Linked DNA regions of Drosophila melanogaster: region 2 is linked to region 1. A link is a contact called in public Hi-C data. All regions are on one chromosome and are shown on one strand. Each heading gives the region's core, a stretch centred on a gene start, on an enhancer-like site or on the middle of the called end of the contact. The rest is flanking DNA. Distances are from core to core; before and after follow the strand shown. Region 1 holds the start of Osbp (Oxysterol binding protein). Region 2 holds the start of CG11857.

The links. Hi-C and Micro-C count contacts between places; a contact is called where the count stands out from the background.
Region 2: a contact with region 1 is called in a Hi-C map of the Kc167 cell line, with 6 times the contacts expected there. The contact joins the promoter of CG11857 here to the promoter of Osbp in region 1. A contact is called at or near these places in 43 of 107 Hi-C or Micro-C datasets (the Clone 8 cell line, the D17-c3 cell line, the Kc167 cell line and 14 more) and 1 of 6 datasets of contacts at active chromatin or transcription factors (the Kc167 cell line).

The regions. Positions count from the first base shown.
Region 1 is chr3R:24,935,438-24,942,397 of dm6, reverse strand. It overlaps Osbp (Oxysterol binding protein), which reads left to right and starts at 4,176. Exons shown (of 2, transcript NM_057923.4): 1 at 4,176-6,143; 2 at 6,250-6,960. The coding sequence starts at 4,539. It overlaps ssh (slingshot), which reads left to right. Exons shown (of 7, transcript NM_079768.4): 5 at 1-195; 6 at 262-531; 7 at 617-3,688. The coding sequence ends at 2,969.
Region 2 is chr3R:25,255,792-25,262,751 of dm6, reverse strand. CG11857 reads right to left here and starts at 3,854. Exons shown (of 2, transcript NM_143105.3): 1 at 3,320-3,854; 2 at 1,993-3,258. The coding sequence starts at 3,388. The coding sequence ends at 2,716. It overlaps Nup358 (Nucleoporin 358kD), which reads right to left. Exons shown (of 7, transcript NM_143104.3): 3 at 6,459-6,960; 4 at 5,897-6,397; 5 at 5,695-5,827; 6 at 4,623-5,630; 7 at 4,080-4,551. The coding sequence ends at 4,193. Kdsr (3-ketodihydrosphingosine reductase) reads left to right here and starts at 254. Exons shown (of 3, transcript NM_143106.4): 1 at 254-568; 2 at 639-1,207; 3 at 1,272-1,789. The coding sequence starts at 352. The coding sequence ends at 1,496. CG11858 reads right to left here and starts at 11. Exons shown (of 2, transcript NM_143107.4): 1 at 1-11. It also overlaps asRNA:CR46099.

The DNA.
Region 1 (6,960 bases), core at 2,927-5,426:
GTCCGCGCTGCAGACGCTGCACAAAGTGTCGAAAAAGGCTCGTGAGAACAACTTCTATGCCAGTGGACCCTCCCACGACTGGCTATCCAGCTACGAGAGGCGCATCGAGTCGGACCAGTCTTGTCTGAACGAGTGGAATGCCATGGACGCGCTCGAGAGCCGCCGACCACCTTCGCCTGATGCCATACGAAACAAGTAAGGGTTCGGTACAACTAATTATTTACGGTTTTAATTCCTCTTTCCCTTGAATGCCATAAACAGACCCCCCGAAAAGGAGGAAACCGAAAGTGTCATTAAGATGAAGCTGAAGGCCATCATGATGTCAGTGGACCTGGACGAGGTCACCTCCAAGTATATACGCGGACGCCTCGAGGAGATCCTGGACATGGATTTGGGCGAGTACAAGTCGTTTATCGACGCCGAAATGCTCGTTATTCTAGGCCAAATGGATGCCCCCACCAAGATTTTCGAGCACGTCTATCTGGGATCAGAGTGGAATGCCAGCAACTTGGAGGAGCTGCAGAAAAACGGGTATGTTTAAGAGAAAAAAAAGGCCACACTATTGATATCCTGGGAAAATTGGCTAAAATCAGCGACAACTTATTTTCATTTTCAGCGTTCGCCACATCCTGAACGTGACGCGGGAGATCGATAACTTCTTTCCGGGCACCTTCGAGTATTTCAACGTTCGCGTGTACGACGATGAGAAGACGAACCTGCTCAAGTACTGGGACGATACGTTCCGCTACATCACGCGGGCGAAAGCCGAGGGATCCAAGGTGCTGGTGCACTGCAAGATGGGCGTCAGCCGATCCGCCTCGGTTGTCATCGCATATGCCATGAAGGCTTACCAGTGGGAGTTCCAGCAGGCGCTAGAGCACGTGAAGAAGAGGCGCAGCTGTATAAAGCCCAACAAGAACTTCCTCAATCAGCTGGAGACGTATAGTGGGATGTTGGACGCCATGAAGAACAAGGAGAAGCTGCAGCGCAGCAAGAGCGAGACGAACTTGAAGAGCACAAAGGACGCGCGACTGTTGCCTGGTAGCGAACCAACGCCCCTCATTCAGGCTCTAAACCAGGCCAAGTCGAAGTCGACTGGTGAAGCGGGCGTAACACCCGATGGCGAAGAGGAGGATGGTTCACGCATGCACCGGCGATCCATCGCCCAGAAGTCACAGCGTCGCATGGTTAGGCGCTCGAGCAGCACATCACCCAAAACCCAGACGGCTGTGGTTACCAAGCAGCAAAGCCAGTCTATGGAGAACCTTACGCCGGAACGTAGCGTGGCCGAGGAGCCAAAAAATATGCGCTTCCCAGGCAGCAACGGCGAGAACTACAGCGTCACCCAGAACCAGGTGCTGCACATCCAGAAACACACGCCTCTGTCAGTGCGCACACGAATTCACGATCTCGAGGCGCACCGGGCGGACCAGCTGCCACAGCAACCTGTCTGGACCTCGCTGACAAAACTGATTACACAGACCTCTCACTTGGGAAAAAGTGTCAGTGGCAGCAGTAGTGGAAATATTGACTCGCGGCGGGATTCTAGCTGTTCGGATGTATTCTCCTCGCAGGTGGACAGTGTTTTTGCCAAGGATGAAGGGGAGAAGCGCCAGCGTCGAAAGACGCACTCCTGGACAGAGTCCTTGGGTCCAAGTGGCGGCATCGTCCTGGACCCCACGCCACAGCAACAGAAGCAGCAGTCAAACGCCATTCTGCGTCCCCGAGGCACACGTCAGCGGGAGCTGCCTTCGCGGCACGCAAGTTGGGGATCAGGAGACAACCGATGCTGTCTGCCGCAGAGGACCAGTTCCGGCTCCTACTATGACTCCAATCGCAACACTACGGCCATCTTCGAGGGCGTTATCCAAGACCTCAAGCGCAGTTCCAATTGCAATGTAATCGAAGGAGTCGCCGTTGCTGTGGAACCGATAGTTGGAGTTGGCGAGGGCACCGTAAAGCGCACCAAGCAGAAGCTGGAAGAGAGCACCTCGCTGAAAAAGCGCTGCCAGGAAGAAAGCCAGGAGCTGCTACTCGAGGCTGTGGATGCTGGGCAGAGGCGGTGCCCAAGCCTCTATAGGAGCGCCTCCTCGGCGCACAGTCCGCGGCAGCGTCAGCCACTACGCTGTAATAGTGAGGAGCTGATGCACACCAGCGACATCGAGAACAAGAACACCACGCCAGGCGACCATGAGGCGACGGTAGTGCTGCGCGTCCAGGGACAAACGCTGGCCGACGATCAGCGCATCTCGGGCAATGTGCAAATACTCAAGCAAAATTTCGAAGCCAAAGCGGGAGTGGTGGGCACAGGAGGAGGAGGAGGCGGTGGCACTGCAGCGGGATCGGGCAGTAGTTCAACAATCGCAACGTCGGTATCGGCGGTGGCCGGAGCCTGCTCAGCGAATCCCGGCAAGAAGACGACTAGCCACCAATCACTGCCATCGTCGCCGGTGGCGCAGCATGCCAACCACGTGTCCGCCGCCTCCAACTCCAACTCCTCCGCCTCCAACTCGTCCGATTCCAGCGTAAGCGAAAATTGTGATCGTAATGTAAAAGGTCTAGTGCATAAATATCAAACCACTACTTCCTGCAGTAGCCAGGCGGCCGCCACCCCCACAGTCGCCTGTGCCCCACTGCCACCCGCCGGAACCGCCAGCAACATCAGCCACTCCTGCAGCACCACTACCACTACTAGCTTCAAGCAACGCCCGCTCTCCTACTACGACCGCTCGCTGTCCAACAGATCCACGCATGACTATAGCGACAGTCGACCGCCACCCGCGCCCGTCCGCGTCAGTCACAGCAGCAACGTTCAGCACCAGCAACAGCAGCAGCAACAACTGCAACCGGAGCAGCATCAGCAGCAGGTGCAGATCCGGCGGTTGGCGCAGCACGGGAAGACGCATCCGCTGAGCAGGCTAAGTGCTCCGAAAACAGGCTTTAACACCGCCGCCTACAACACCATGTAAAGGCCATGCTCTGCTTAACAACATGCTAACTGCAAACTGCAACATTCACATACCACTTGCAACTTGCAATCCATACCCTGTAGCCACTAAGGATCGTCCTCATCCTATCGCCTGCTTTACTTATTTATATACTCGCCCGCTTTCGACCATTTTGTGTTTTTTGTCCAACAATCGAACACCACCACCCCATCCATCCCCTCCATCATGCCTCGTGTTTGTTGTCTTGTTGTGTAAGGCGTCCATGAAAGCTTCTAAAGATCTTGTGTCTGCAATGTGTGAATGGAACTATTAAGATGACAAGAGAGGGCAAACAAAACAACCTATGGAAATGAAACTGTATTTGTACTTTTAAATTACTTGTAACTGTATACATATTTATTTTATATTATGCAAGAACTGCCTACGAATAAACGATTTATTGTATATACGTCATCGTCTTGTCTTGTGAGTGTCCCTGTGCCGTCCATGTGCCATTCACACCACAACTCCCATGTGTTGCCCAACAAACACTGCCCTCCGTTTTTACCAGATTTGTATTTGCAGCCTTATCCACATGATCCGCTCCTTCCGCTACTCTTGGGCGGAGTACAAGAAGTGATCCGGCACATGGAGCACCGACTGCCGAGGCCGCGGCCCAAAAGTTCCCACCTTGAACACTTGTATTTTTTGCCATTTATCAGACCACATATTTATAAATAAAAATGTGTAATCCAATTTCGAGCGCAATCTGTTTTACTGTTGGCCATGAGTCACCTTTGGGTACACACATAATTTAATAGTGACCGGAGATATGAATTATTTTCACATATTGTATAATTACAAAGAAATTAACAATTACTATTTAATATAAATGTAATTTGATGTAGTTTGGGGATTTTAAAGTTAAATGTAGATATAGCAAGGTGTGTATGGAAGGAAAAAATATATGGGTTCTAAAAAGTTTTTTTTTTAACAAAATCCTTATCGATTTGAAAATAATAATCATATTTCTAAATATTGTTTAACAAAATCCTTATCGATTTGAAAATAATAATCATATTTCTAAATATTGTTTAAGCTTTCTAACGGCACAGTGTTTGAAAAAGATTTTTTCAGATCGCAGATTATCGTTGCCTATCGCCCATCGATATGTGTAGGAGGAAACGCAACCAACCACCTGGTAACACTGACACTCACACACCTGCAGATGCGCCAGCACACACACACAGAACACACACGCACACAGACGCGCACTGAACTTCCACTACAGTTTCTTTATTTTCTGCAGGAAAATTAGAAGCAAAACGACACGAAATTCGCAGTGAACTCGCGGCGGACTCGCGACCGTAACGTAATCGGAATCTCGGTGGTGATCCGGAGGCCAAGTGCACACCGTGCGATGCTAGCCACTGGCCAGCAATCAGCCGTCGCCGTCCAATAACCAATAGCATTCGAATTTCAAGTCGGAGTTGCGGAACGGAACCAATCCGACCAATCGCCAGTCATCGTACGTGGCGCTATTCGCAGTCTCGAAGCAAGTGCTTCATCCGGCCGGAGGAACGCATACGGATACCGGAACCGGTTGCCATCATGACAGACGCCGCTGGCAATGCGCTGGCCGAGAAGGGCCTACCGGAGATGAAAGGCTGGCTGCTAAAGTGGACCAATTACATCAAGGGCTACCAGCGGCGATGGTTCGTGCTATCCAAGGGCGTGCTGAGCTACTACCGCAACCAGTCGGAGATTAACCACACGTGCCGGGGCACCATATCGCTTCACGGAGCCCTCATCCACACGGTCGATTCGTGCACGTTCGTAATCTCGAACGGCGGCACCCAAACGTTCCACATCAAGGCCGGCACCGAGGTGGAGCGCCAGTCGTGGGTCACCGCCCTGGAGCTGGCAAAGGCTAAGGCAATCCGGGCCATCGAATGCGAGGAGGAGGAGGAGACGGAAACGGCACATGTGGTGCCCAGCCAGGAGATCAGCTCGGTGGTCCGAGATCTCACCGATCGGCTGGAGAGCATGCGTACCTGCTACGACCTGATCACCAAGCATGGCGCAGCCTTGCAGCGCGCTCTCAACGATCTGGAGACGAACGAGGAGGAGTCGCTGGGCAGCCGCACGAAGATCGTCAACGAGAGGGCGACCCTCTTCCGGATAACCTCCAATGCGATGATCAACGCCGGCAACGACTACCTGCACACGGCAGAGGCACAAGGCCATAAGTGGTCCAAGATGCTACACCACGAGCGCGAGCAACGCCAGCGGCTGGAGGAGATCATCGAGCAGATGGCAAAGCAGCAGTCGCAGATGGAGCAGGCCGCCGTACTGGTGCGCCAGAACAAGCCGGTGTCATCCACCTCGGGGGCAGGCACCGCCGGCTCCTTGGTGACCTCAGATGAGGAGATGGAGTTTTTCGATGCCGAGGAGCACGGCTATTCAGGCAGCGGTCGCTCCCCTGAGTCTTCGGATTGCGAGCGGGGTACCTTTATCTTAAAGATGCACAAGCGCCGCAGTAGTAGCGAGGACCAGGTGGAGGGCCATTTGGAGGGCAGTTCCTCGGAGAGTGACGAGCAGAAGCGCACCGTGCAAACGGTGCAGCAGGTGTGCCTGGTGAGTGCGCCACGGGTAGCATCGGGCGGTCAGGGCGACGACGATGACGACGTGGATAAGGCGTTGCCGGCCAAGGAGAGCACCGACTCCATCTACGGACGCAACTGGAATCCGGATCTGATTAAGAAGCGACGCGACCGTGTGCCAGATAAACCGAACCACCCCATCAGCCTGTGGGGCATCATGAAAAATTGCATTGGCAAGGATCTGTCCAAAATTCCCATGCCCATCAACTTTAACGAACCGCTGTCCATGCTGCAGCGCCTGGTGGAGGACTATGAGTACACGGAGATACTCGACTACGCGGCCACCTGCCAGGACGAGTGCGAGCAGCTGGCCTACATAGCCGCCTTTACCGTGTCCGCCTATGCCACGACCACAAACCGCACAGGCAAGCCCTTCAATCCGCTGCTGGGCGAGACCTACGAGTGTGACCGGATGGATGACTATGGTTGGCGGTGCCTGGCCGAGCAAGTGTCCCATCATCCACCGGTGGCGGCGCTGCACTGCGAAAGTAAGAACTGGACGTGCTGGCAGGAGTTCTCCATGACCAGCAAGTTCCGCGGCAAGTACGTTCAAGTGAGTATAGGTGTATAGGACTTTATGAAAGAAGCAAGTTACTCCTGGGATCGGGGTTACTTCCATTACAATGTGATAATCTAATAATGCATTAATTTCGCGACAGATCAATCCCTTGGGCGGCGTCTATGTGCAATTCCCGAACAGCGGCAGGCGCTATTCCTGGCGCAAGGTGACCACAACGGTGAACAACATCATTGTGGGCAAACTGTGGGTGGACCAGCATGGCGAAATGGAAATCCGGGGATCGCAGGCGGCAGAGGGGCACAAATGCATCCTGAACTTTATCCCCTACTCGTACTTTAGTCGCGATGTGCAGCGAAGCGTCAAAGGCGTGGTAATGAACAAAGACAACGAGGTCAAGTGGGTGGTGCGTGGTACGTGGGACATGAAGATCGAGATTGCACCGGTGCTCAAGACATCGGGATCGGTCAGCAGTCCAACGTACACCACGGGCGAGTTTAAGCTGGCCTGGCGCCGTCGTCCTGCTCCTCCGGATTCGGACAAGTTTTATAACTTCACTACACTAGCCTGCCAGCTCAACGAAGAGGAGGAGGGCGTGGCGCCGACGGACTCACGCCTTCGTCCCGACCAAAGGCTGATGGAGCAGGGCGACTGGGACGAGTCGAATAAGGAGAAATTGCGCCTGGAGGAGAAGCAGCGCACAGAACGCCGCCGGCGGGAAAACGAGGCGGAGGAGGCCGCCGCAGAGGGTAGGCCATATCCAGCCTATGAGCCCATGTGGTTCAAGCGCGAAAAGGAGGAGGGAAGCGAGGAATATGTGCACGTTTTCAAGAACACTTACTGGGAGGCCAAG
Region 2 (6,960 bases), core at 2,605-5,104, 320 kb before region 1:
GACACATGCGGTCAGTGCTGCGCACTAAGATCTAACCTTTTTTATCAAACCACTTTATTTCAAGATCTAGTAAATATTTATGTTGTTGATTCATATGGGTAGCCATTGCACATTTAATTTATTATGAATAAAATTAAACAAAAAGTTTTGAAGAACAAAATATTTGCTTGGCCGCTTATAGCCACATTTGCATCTCTGATGTGCGTCGAAAGCTTTCGATAGAAATCCGGTTTGCGTCAACGGTCACACTTAGATGCACTTTCTAATCAGACGTTTAACTTTGGGTGCAGATAAGCCAGCGTAAGAGATTAGAGAATCCGGGAATTATCGCACCCTCTTGAAATTGTCATCATGGAACTGAGCTGGGAGATAGTGTTCTGCGTGGGCATTGCGGTGCTGGTTCATGTTCTGGTCTACGTGTTCGTCATGGCCAAGAAACCGAGGAGCATTGTGGGTCGTCATGTGGTGGTCACCGGCGGCTCCAAGGGAATCGGACTCTGTCTGGCGGTGGAGTGCGCCATGAAAGGCGCCAATGTGACGGTGATAGCGCGCGACGAGAAAATGCTGAGTGAGTAATGTTCTGGCTAGGAAACCCCACCCAAAATACTCTTATCTTTGATATACGATCTTTTTTGCAGGCGGAGCAGTGGCTCTGATGGAAGTGATTCGCCAGCGGCCAGATCAAAAGTTCCAGTACAGAAGTCTGGACATAAGCGGCGATTATGACCAGGTGGCCAAAGTGCTTGGCGAGATCGAAGATAGCTTCGGCCCCATATACACTTTAATAAACTGTGCCGGAATGGCCATTTGCGGTGTGTTCGAGGAGGTCTCAGTCCAGGATGTCCACAAGCTGATGAACGTAAACTTCTTCGGCACCTATAACTGCACCCGTTATGTCCTGCCCAAAATGAAGAAAGCCGGCGACGGCATTATTGTAATCACTGCCTCACAGGCGGCTATGTTTGGCATCTATGGATACGGTCCTTACTCAGCCACCAAGTACGCCCTGAGAGCGATGGCTGAAACGATTGCAATGGAGTCTCGGGAGCACGGGGTCAGCGTCACTCTGGCCATGCCCTGCGATACGAATACACCCGGATTCGAGGAGGAGGAGAAGTCAAAGCCCAGGGAAACCAAAATAATCTCTGGTGGAGGAGGTCTCATAGAGCCGGAAGTTATGGCGAAAGCTATACTTAAGGATGCCCTGGTGAGTCTGTTACCCATAGTTAATATTCACGCAATCTAACTAGAATACTTTTTCTTATTTGTAGAAGGGAAAATTCACCTCAACTGTTGGAGCAGAAAGCTGGCTGATCACCACTTTGGGTGGAGCATTGCTTCCTTGGGATGGCTTCTTCACCAATCTTCTGCACGCCATAGTTTTGGGACCACTGCGAATAGTTAGCTACGCTCTGCACAAGTACTTCAATAGTGTTATACGCAAATGCGCTCGAGAGGATAAGGCCAAGGCCACATCGCAAGTGGAGTCCAAGTGAAATCTCTCTTGTCCCGCTGCCCTTAAAGTATTCCCAAGTGCCCATAATTAAATCACTTTTTTATAATTAATCAAAATGTGCGATTGTTTTGCATGGTTAGCCTATTCATATATTACAATTCCCGTATTATCATTCATTTTTATATATATATTTGTATGTGCATTTGAACTTTTTTATTATTGCCGTGCTAGGGTTTTAACTATTTGTATCGTGTTTTCTAGACTAGATGACGTGTGCTCGTTTTGTTGGTGTGTGCTTCGTTTTAACAAAAATAAAATGTATTTACTGTTCAGAAAATGAGTCGTTTTTAAATAACCACTTAGTGATTGTGCTAATCGCTAAAGCAATTTCACGCATTGGCCTAATCAAAATTGGTTTCGTATCTTAAAATCGAACAGCAAACTACATGCAGAAGCGATTAGATAAATACAAAAACCACGCCACAAAAGCCATCAACCTTTTCCAAATGGTTCAAAATTCAACGATAAATTATTTGGTTTTCTTTTGTCTTTCTTTATTCATAAGACGCACCCAGTGTACACTTCCTATAGTTTCAGTTTTCAATTCGCCTTTTTTTAACATTCTGTATAGTTAACGCTAACAAAAATTGTATAATCATAATGCAAAATATATATATATATATGTTTGTATATATATTTAGACATATTATTATAGCATCTTAGCACGATAATCAAAAATAATTGGATTCAAATACAGTAAGTCTACTTTTTGGATAGAAGAGTTATTAAATTATTGTTAGGATTAGGATGAAAAACTAAATTAGAGCTGATCTGCAGTATTTCGGTATCGTTTGGGATTTACAATAGATAGAAAGCATTGTAAATAAATATAAATTTAAACAAGCAGTTAGATTAAACAATAAACAAGGTATTTTGCACAAGACGCCGTACGACAACTCAACAGTGAAACGAAAAATGCTACACAAACCGAAAAGGAAAATCATATTATAAGCTTGTTTCTGGTTGATGTTATGCTGCTGGTTCCCATTCCGGGCTGCTTTCGGTAGCTTTCTCTAGTAGTCCTCAATGGCAATGATCTGCGGTGGTTTGATGGACGATGCTGTTGGCGACCCCACATCCTTGGTCGCTGCGCTGTCGCTGGTTGGTGATGGTGGCGCTGCAGCTGCAGAAGAGGCATTTGAAGGATCACCCGATCCCGCTGCCGTCGCCCGCGTGTCCGACGTCTGTGCGGCTAATTGTCACTTTGAGTTGCCCGCCACGGAACCGGGTCCGGAACCCGCCAGATCATTCACCCGCTGGTAGCGCGGTTTATTGCGGGTAAACGGCAAGTACTTGTACTTGATCATATGCTTGATCTGGCGCTTCATCGTGATGCAGAAGAGCGTGATAAAGTACATGACCAGGATGGGCCAGAATACCGGCACGTTGAAGAAATCGAAGAACGTACAAATCAGACCGATGAGCGTGCTCTTCGCCACCGACAGCCAGAACTTGAACTCCGGCAGGCGGCGAATGAATGGCCGGAACTCTTCGTTGCTGCGAGTTGGCAGATTGGGTCCCTCGTCCTCGTCATCCTGCGAATACGGATCGAACTCCGGGTCGATCTTGGGCGTTAAAAAAGCGATAAACAGGTTCAAGTGGTAAATGCCAAGCGCATAGCACACGATGTACCAGCCCTGATAGATGAAGATGCGCAGCACAAAGAGCAGGAGCAGAAAGCCGGCGAACACCCAGCGCATTCGTGTGTGCGGTGTGCTACGGTCCAAGGCGGATTGGTAGGTCTGCGGAAGCAAAGGATGCGGGTTAGTTCCCGGCACGTACGGGCTATCCACAATTACTTACCTGTGAGAGGCGCTGAAAGAACTTCTTAACCCCGCCGCCGCCGGCAGCACTGCTGTCCTCGTTCATCATGGTCGTCGTCGGTAGTCTCTCATTAATCTCCGGCCCTCGACTTTTATTGTTGACTTTGACGCTGTCGTTGTTCTCGCTGCACACGTGTATCGATTCGGGAATTGCAAAATTTTCCGGGACGGGGGCAGGGGCTGCCGGAAAGGGGCTAACAAAACACGAAATGGGCCAACTGGCAAACTAGACGCGCTTCAATCGCTAATTATTCTCTAATTCATATTCTGCACCGCCCGTCGTCGCCTTCTTCTTCTTCCTCCTTGTTGTAGGGCTGTTTCAACTGTCAGTTTCCTGAGATTGCTATATAGACAGTATTCGGGATTCGTAAAGTTCTGGCCACAGTTTAGTGCGTTTCTATGCGGTAACTAATTTAATTACACTAGAGATTTGTCGGCAATTTATTGTTCTTTTTTCACACAGAGTTCACCACGTCATTATGCTCTCTCAGTGGCAGGGCTGTCAAACTATCGGCTGGGGATGGAACAATCGGGAGTTGAGCGATTATCGCGAAAGGTAATTGTTTGTTTTAATTTTTTATCTAAGTGCTGTCGATATTTTAAAAATAGGTAGAGGTACATTTAATATATAAAAACATAGCCAGTTTCCTTGTGCTATATGGTTGTACGTCCGAATTTGTCTCCTCTCTAATATATCGATTGCTTTATTCAATAGTCAAATTTATTTCAAATGTAATATTAATGTTTATCGAAATTTTATTAGCAAAATGTGAAATAGCCATTGTCGCTACTGTTTTGGATGAATATTCTAACACAATCCTAGACATGCTACATATATTTAGATCCGGTTTGCTTATGAGCTCGCCTGCTCCTCCGGCGCGTCGTCATTCTTGTTCTCCTCATCACCTTGCAAGGCCTTGGCTCGTTTTATGCACGAATTGACCGTGTTGAGGAACTCACTGGCGATCTCTTCCTTGGCGAATCGACAGGCAAGGCGTTCCAGGACGCCCTCGGTGTCAACTTTACCCTCTGCGTCCACCGCGTAGTTGTAGCCGGCCCACAGGAAGCTCTTCATCTGCGCGTTCATGTAATCCATTTGCAGGGAGGCGGAGATATTCATGTTAAGCACCAGCTTGTGGATCTGCTCCTGCCGCATGATCAGTCGGAATGTCTGCAGCTCCGGGTGCTCCAGCACCTTTATCTCACCGACACCTTTTTTTTTTTTTTTTGGTTTTATAAAAACTTTTAGTGTGAATAAGAAAGGGACTATTACTACAGCTTACCTCGCTCCTTCCATTGTTTCGATTCGGCGTCATAGCGATAAAGCTTCGCCCGCTCGCCAAACAGCTTAGTCTCGTTCTCCTCTCCCGTGGTGACAACTATCTCATCCGGCAGCTCTACAATGGCATCATAGTGCGGATCGTAGTTGTCATCAGTGGTCGCGTCGCCGTCATCATCGCACTCTTCTGTGGCTTGCGGCGACTCGAAGTTCTTGAAAGCGTTCTGATGCGTGAGGTTATAAAAGCCGCCCCCGGCGGACTTGTTGAATCCCACGGTAGTGCCCTGGCTATTGGCCGACAGGTTGGCAAAGTCGTTGCCCGTCTTGTTCGCTAAGTCCGCAAAAGTGCCGCCCGGATTGCTTGCCAAATCTGCAAACGTGCTGCCTGTCTTGGCCAAATCGGCAAATGTGCTGGTCGTCTCCGGCACCAACTCCTTCTTTTCCTTGCCTTCGGCTTTAAGATCAGTGGTGTTATTCGAGGTTATGTCCTTTTCCTTTTCATTTTTTGCAGCTGTAAATGAGAAGGTTGCCATTTGTCCAAAAGCGGGTGCACTGCCAAACACAAAGTCTTTAGCAGGTGACTGGGTTTCAATTTTGGGTATTCCAAAGGCGTTGGACCCTCCAAATAACAATGGGGTTCCGCCAATGATAGATTTTGGTTCTTCCTTGCCATCTGATTTTTGCAAATTAACTTTGTGGCCTCCAAAAGGATTGGCGTCTCCGAACACAGGTGCGGCAATTCCACCGAAGGCCAACTTCGGTGCTTCTTGGGTCGCTGGCGATTGGGAATCCGCTTTATTGCCTCCGAAGACAGACTCTGAGGAATCTTTCTTCTGTTGCTCAGCCGCTTTATTTCCACCCCCGAAAAAGAACTTGACAGAACCGTCAGACGAATTTTCGTTTGACGAGCCGCTACGGAATATAGATCCCAAAACGTTTCCTTGTCCTTCGCCTGATGCTAGTTTTTGAAGATTAGCTAATGGGCCAGCATCCTTTCCAGGCTCCGATTTATCTGAAGTGAACATAAAAAGCGGTTAGATCCTTTTATCTTGAGGTCAACGTCGAATTATACATACCCGTGCTACCGAAAATGAATGCTGAACTAGGCGTTTTGCTTGCCTCAGAAGCCGAAGAGTTATTTCTGCTCAGCGAACTGCCTTTGAACAATATGGTGGCAGGTGTTTGGTAATCGTTAGGCTTGGCCAATGGCTGGGGGAGAGTCAGTAGGGGAAGGGTCATGGGAAGTGGAGGGATTACTTCGTGCGTGGTTGGCCTTACAGAAGAGGTTTTGCCAACATCAAGTACTTCCGATTCGCCTCCTCTGCTCTTTGCCGCCCCATCATTTTTTTGGGACGGTTTATTTGCTTCCGTCGATTGGGAAACGGAGCCGACCACTGGGCTATCTTCTATCGGCTTTGCGGTTTCATTAAGAGCATTTTTGATCGCTTCCATAAATCCTTGTGCCACCTCCTTGTTTTTAAAACGCAAAGTGAATCGCTCTAGGACACTCTCGCCCTCGCTAAAATCGTGTACAGCAAACATCCACGACGTTTCAGTCTTCTCCCTGTACACCACATTCTCGTTAAGCACATGGTTAAGACAGATCTTGAACACCTGCTCCCGACGCATGACCACGCGCAGCTTTTTGGTCTGCCTATGGCGCAGGATCTTCACATCCCCCAAGCCGCGCTCTTTCCAATCGCTCTCGTTTAGGCGGTACAACTTGGCCTTATGCACATACAATAGCTCCTCGTCCTCCTCACCTGTTTTTACATCAATCTGAAATAAACATTTGTTAAATAAGAAAACAAATATGGTTTATGGCATCAAATAATTGTACCTTATCGGGTAATGGGATTACTGGTGAAAAGTAAGTGTTGTTCTCCTCCTCCTCCACCTCTTGCGAATCGTTATCTTCATCCTCCTTAGCTGCTGTACTATTTGGCTGCTGCTGGTCGGGCTTGGGCTTGGTCATGGAGAAGGTGAAGCTGCTGGATCCAATTGAGGTAGTCGGAGCAACAGCTGCGGGCATCGCAGCGAAGTTGAACGTGGCTCCATCGCCAGCCTGATCTTTGTCACCAGCCGCTGCGGCTCCGAAACCAAAGCTAAACTTGGAGGTAGGTGGCAGATTAAGTCCCGATCCTAGTGACTTCTCCTTCTGTGGTACCGTGTCATTCTTGGGTGCATCACAGGCGCTGCAGTAAAGAGACTCTCCGGGATTGTTCACATAGCATGCGCTACATGACCAACTACCGACTGCAGGTTTGAAGGCGTCCCCGAATCCAGAAGTCATTGAAGACTTTCCAAATCCAAGGGCTGCCGTTTGAACTGACGTAGGTGCC